2 separate regions of the Canis lupus genome follow, and region 1 is linked to region 2. A link is a contact called in public Hi-C data. All regions are on one chromosome and are shown on one strand. Each heading gives the region's core, a stretch centred on a gene start, on an enhancer-like site or on the middle of the called end of the contact. The rest is flanking DNA. Distances are from core to core; before and after follow the strand shown. Region 1 has its middle 140 kb from the start of SLC12A2. Region 2 has its middle 50 kb from the start of CTXN3.

The links. Hi-C and Micro-C count contacts between places; a contact is called where the count stands out from the background.
Region 1: a contact with region 2 is called in a Hi-C map of skin fibroblasts, with 2.8 times the contacts expected there. The contact joins two enhancer-like sites. A contact is called at or near these places in 2 of 9 Hi-C or Micro-C datasets (amygdala and skin fibroblasts).

The regions. Positions count from the first base shown.
Region 1 is chr11:17,192,186-17,194,885 of UU_Cfam_GSD_1.0, forward strand. No RefSeq gene overlaps it. Among named protein-coding and RNA genes, the nearest start is that of SLC12A2, 140 kb to the left of the region's middle. Within about 2 kb of position 1,391, at least 4 of the 20 cell types and tissues checked have an H3K27ac peak or open chromatin away from gene starts, as enhancers often do.
Region 2 is chr11:16,577,235-16,579,934 of UU_Cfam_GSD_1.0, forward strand. No RefSeq gene overlaps it. Among named protein-coding and RNA genes, the nearest start is that of CTXN3, 50 kb to the right of the region's middle. Within about 2 kb of position 1,352, at least 2 of the 20 cell types and tissues checked have an H3K27ac peak or open chromatin away from gene starts, as enhancers often do.

The DNA.
Region 1 (2,700 bases), core at 141-2,640, 610 kb after region 2:
CCCAGCATTTGTTTGGAGGAAATGGTGGACAAATTACAGAGTTGATATACTTCCACAATAGCAAATTTCAGGCAGCAATAATAAAACAGCAAGGGCTGCAATGATATTACAACATATGCACCATTTACTGAGTGTTTGCTATGAGCCAGGCACCATGCCAAGTATAGTACTTGTCTGCTATTACATAATTCTTAGAAAAATCTGTTAAGAGTGATATTATTACTCCCATTTTACAGATGAGGTCACTGACTTTCAGAAAGTTTAAGGATGTTTCCTGAGGGTTTTACAGTGAGTCACTGGACTGGCCAGAATTCAGTGTTAAGCCTAACTTTTTATTGGTTTCCCTGAAGTATAAAAAGAATTTCTCTTCCTTTTTAAAAGCCAGTCAAGACAAAGGCAAGTTTACAGCTTTAAGACTGAATTTTCAAAATTTAGATATATAAGTCTCAAGAATGGGGAATAAGGAAGCCTGTGGAGTTAGAGGAAATATATCTATTTAAATTTTTAGAACCTCCTATAGCCTATCAAAACAAAATTTGTGTGTGTGAATATGTATCAATATATAAATGTCTAATGTGTCATATATAAATATGTGTGTGTGGGGGTTCAAATCCACTTGACCTGGGGTTGAGGTAGACCTCAGACTCGCATCTGACCTAATTTGTGGGCTGAACCGCCTTTCCGTGATTGGCTGCATGAGACAATCTAGGCGAGTACAGATCTGAAGCCAGTAAGTTACGAAGGTCAGTGGTGTATGGATTTTCTAAAGTGAGGCCGATCTTGCCCTTCATGTCTCTCAAAATTCAGCAAAAGGCAAAACGCACAAAGGGAATGATTGAACAGAAAGGGAGGCTTCCCCGTGGCTGAATGTTTCCCAGTGTTCTGCTTTGGCTTCCTGCTCTCTGAAATGAAAGATCTGGATTCAGCAGTCTCCAGGTCCTTCTGGGGCTTGCATTTCTGTGATTTGATTTCATATCCTGGGTTGTGGCATGGTCCTGTGGATGGAAACCCTGAGTGTTGACTGATGCTGTTGTAGCCCCGTTCCCAGGCAGTAATAGCCCGCGCTCACAGCGTCCTTGGAGAAAGGCGTCACCTCCTTGTCCTCTTTCCTCTAAGAAATCAGTTGTGTGCCAGACCGCAGGAGGTTACTTTCACAATCCACATCTCAGAAAAAACACAGGCCGTTGGTGACCACAATGTTGAGGGAGCCTGGCAGAGGCTTTGCCAGAAGCCACGCTGTTGATCTTGGCAGAATTTCTGCCCTGATGTGGACAGGGCACAGGAGACCAGCCTCCCAAACTCTCACTTGCTGTTCCTGCTCCCCTGCTGTGCAGCAAGGCTTAGGTGTCTGAGACTCCCAGGGGGAGCCGAGCAGCTTGCCTCAGGCCAGAGGTCTGTGGCCTGTGCCCAGCAGCTCCTGAGCAGGCCTTAATGTGCTCAGATGGGCTTGATGCCTGCAGGTCCAGGGCCGCGCTGGAGGATGATTGCCAACTGTGGTCAGACCCTGGGCCAGCTAGGTGTTAATGAAAACTGGGATTTTGCAGATCACACCGGAGGTGTATATCCTATACACAAATGTAGCAGAAGGACATGAAGTAGGTCTCCCCCGACCCCACACTCTTTCTACCACTCTGTCCTTGCCATTTGGGCTAAGACCAGCACCTTACATCGTCCCCGAGGCTAGGGAGGACTGTCAGAAGGGAGCTAGAGAACAGAGACAGCAGAGTCTGAGCTTTTAATTGCAAAGCCTTGGGTTCGGGTATTTTAGGAGCTTGAGACAATCAGCCATGGCAAGTACCCACCTTACCCCACCTCTGCCCTGCTAGATAAAGGTGCTCCTGCCTGGGGGGAGGGGTTGTTGAGGAGAGAAGGAAAGGAGAGTTTGAATCAACTGTGTAATATCTCCAGTGGGTTTGGTGGTCTCAGAGCAAAATGACTCTCTGACTTGATTACCTGAGCTCAGCCCTGGGAAGCAATTCCATGTCTATCATGGGCTCCGTGAGGCCCTGAGACCTAGGGAAAGTTCATGGAATCTCCAACAGGCCTAACCTCATCCTTCCAAGTGCTATGAAAGAGTGTCCAGAAGTTTTGATGGCCCTCTGATGAAGGGCATAGGAGAGAACAGGAAGAGAGAGCCTTCAACTCCTGGGGGCCATGTAAGTCAGAGAGGGCATGCAAAGGTTGGCCTGCATGGAAAGGGAGGCTGAGATGCCCTGGACATGTCAGGAGATATCCCTGTGTCCATGCGGAGGGCTGGTGGCAGCCGAGGGTGATGATAGAATGACTGTGGGCATCACTGGGAATCCACACAGGTTGAGGCTCATGCATGGACTACTCTTCTCTCTGCATGACACAGCCTCGGGTAGACTCCCCTGCCCTTCTTCTCTCAGTTCCAGGGTTCAGATAGTGAGTTTGTGTGGGTAATCTTATATTTTATCTTAGAACTTTTGAAAAATATACTTTACCGTCCTTCTAGTCTGTCTGCTTGATCAGTAACTCACCCGGCATAAACTAAGCTGGGTCTATCTACTTCCTTCTAATAGAATGTGTGTAGGTACTTGTCATGCTTTGTCCATGGTTATAATTCTAAGAGAAGTCCCAATTAATATCCGGTTTTAAGTAGGTGTATCATTACTATTTTCCCCAGGGAGAAAGTGAGATTCAGAAAACTGAAATACCTCGTCCAGGATGACACAGCCA
Region 2 (2,700 bases), core at 102-2,601:
GCTCATAGCAGGTCCATGTTCTGTTCTGGCTGGGGACTGTGGAATGTTTGAGTTCTGCCCCCTTGTTCCACCATTGTCAGCACCAAGAGGAATTGTGTGATTTTTGGAGCATATCGGAATTATCTGGAAAACCTGTTTCCAGCTAAGACGTTTCCCAGAGATACCCGGCAGAGTGGTGTCCTGTCTCTGGAAGGATCTGAACCCTCCAAGACATTTAAGACTCTTATCTTGGAAACCTAAGCCTGCTAGGATTTACCTTGTGAATTACAAAGGCACTTCAGAGCACCTGCTTGCCTCCTGGCTCCTTCATTTTCTCTTCCCTCCCTGTAAATTTGGGGTAGGATAAATTAGGAAGAGCAGGCTTGCTTGCAGCTTTAAAATGAGAGGCTACATGGCTGGAGATTAGTCTCTACCACTAGAGGGCACCAGTTGCACGTAGAATGTCTAGGTATTGCAATGCCCACGTTCTTCAAATACAGCAAAATGTCCCATGAAAAACACTTGCAGTGAGGCAGGTAGCTTTCCCCCTACCTCGTCCTTATTAGCTTCATTTCTGCTACTGAGTTTATCGTTTTGAGATTTTTCTTTTTAATTCAGAAATCCACTAAGTTGTAGATATGCAGAATAGAGGTTTTTCACAGACTTGTAGGACTCCCCGGTCTTTGCTACCACTTACTGGCCTCTTCTGTGCTAGATAACATGTGAGACCTATCGACTTTGCACATAGTTTTATTTCAGATTCTGTAGCAAAATGGTGTGGACGGAATGCCTCTCCTGGAGAGCAAAACTGGCAAGTCGAATTGCCCACTCTCCACAGCAGAGTACGGGTGCTGCCAGGAAACCAAGATATTAGGTTCCTTTACTGAAATTTTACAAAGCTGCTCAGGCATTTGGTTTCTGTAAGCTTGTGAGGGATTGCACAGAAATGCAGGGTCATAAATTAGCTGCTAACGGTCCAGTTTCCTTTCCCTGGCTTGTTCTCAGAGGGCTGACCTCTGTGCCAAGACCTTGCTTGAGATTATCCAAGCAAAACTGGGCTCATTGTTTTATCTGTGATTTTTCCCTAAACCAGAGCCTTGTGTTTTGGAGAAAACAAAAAGGAAGTGAGCATTTAACACAGAACTGTTTGCTTCTGTTGAGGCCTGACAGGTGAACTCTGTACCGAATGGAACTGCGGGGACCTGACCTACCCTGGCACGCCTGGCATCAGGTCAGCCACAGGCGCCTGTGAGGGATCACAGCATGGGCTGTGGGAGCTCGCGCCTTGGGGGCTCCAAGGCAGCCTCCTCGCGTCTGTGAGCAGTGCTGTCAGGTGGCAGCTTCAATCACAGAGTACTGAGTGCCCTGTACTCTAAAAATGGAAATGAAACCACTGGCTTCTCACTACTCTCTGTGAGCCTTGATGGATGGGTGAAGTGAACCCAGGAGAAAGCAATTAGCCCAAATAGAAGGTAAAAGGGGGATTTGGAGATTTTCCTGCCTTTCGAATTTGCACATCTTCTCCAAGACGGGGCCAAATCGGTCCTGAGGGCCTGGCCATGTCAGAACAGGGGTGGCAGGAGGAGAGGGTGACATCACATACTGGGAAACTGCTCAGGGCCTGGCACTGGCTAGTCTATATCTACTCAATCCTCTTAAAAAGAGAAATTAGGATTCCTATTTTATAGGGAAACAAAAGAGGCTATGTGGACTTTCAAAACGCCTCCATAGTCTTACCACTCATTAGAAGAGATAAGAGAGTAAGAAGCAAAAGCTGCCACTGGCCATGCACACCCCCTGGACCTAGCGAGCCCCAGCCTCCCCTCTGGTGTTCACAACACCGCATGAGAGGGATCTTGTGCCCATTTGGTAGAAGAGAAACCCGAGGCAGCCAGAGGTTAAGTCACTCACCAGGTGCATCACCACCTCCACTTCCTCTTGGCTCTTTCCGCTCCAATACCGCCCTCAGGCATGGTTCCAGCTTTGCCAGCTCTTTCTACAATTAAAAAAAAAATCCTGATGTAAACTAAGTCAGATGCACACCCAGGAACGTCTGTTAAAGTTAGAACCTGCCATCAGAGTCCTCCAGAGGTCTGGGGGAGCAACGGCCCCACACTCCTCTCTGCACCAAGGGCGCTTGGGCCAAATGTAGGAAATTTAACATACCCTCCCCCTCCGCCTTCCCTCTCTTCCTCCTCCTCCTCCCCTTCCCCTTCCTCTTAAAGATTCCTAACCTTCCCACAGGAAGTACTGGGACACAGAAGAAACTTTCTTGGTTAAGGACAGGGCCTCCCACTTGCAACACCATCCATGCCTCAGTTACCAGATGACCCGGCGTGCCCACCTGCTCTGGGAAATGCCTCACAAGGTGTGAGCAGGTTCCCTATGAGTACTGGGCTGATTGTCTCCATCATTTCCACCTGTGAATGAGGCTTCCAGACCCGCAGGTCGTGCCCTGGGGGTAGCGCTCAAGGCTGTGGGCCTTCCTTCCAGAGCCCCTTGGCATAAGCCAAAGTGTGGTTGGGGAAAAGGTATGCATTTTCAACAGCCATGAGCCATGTGCTACTTAGTCTTTCTGTGCCTCAGTGTCCTCCTGATGAGATAAGGGTACAAGAGTTCCTTCCTCTTGAGTTTGTGAAGATAAAGGGAGAAAACAGCCCAAGAGATGAGAGTTGTTATTGTTAGAAAACCAAGGGAGAGCACTGGCCCAACACAAGGGTC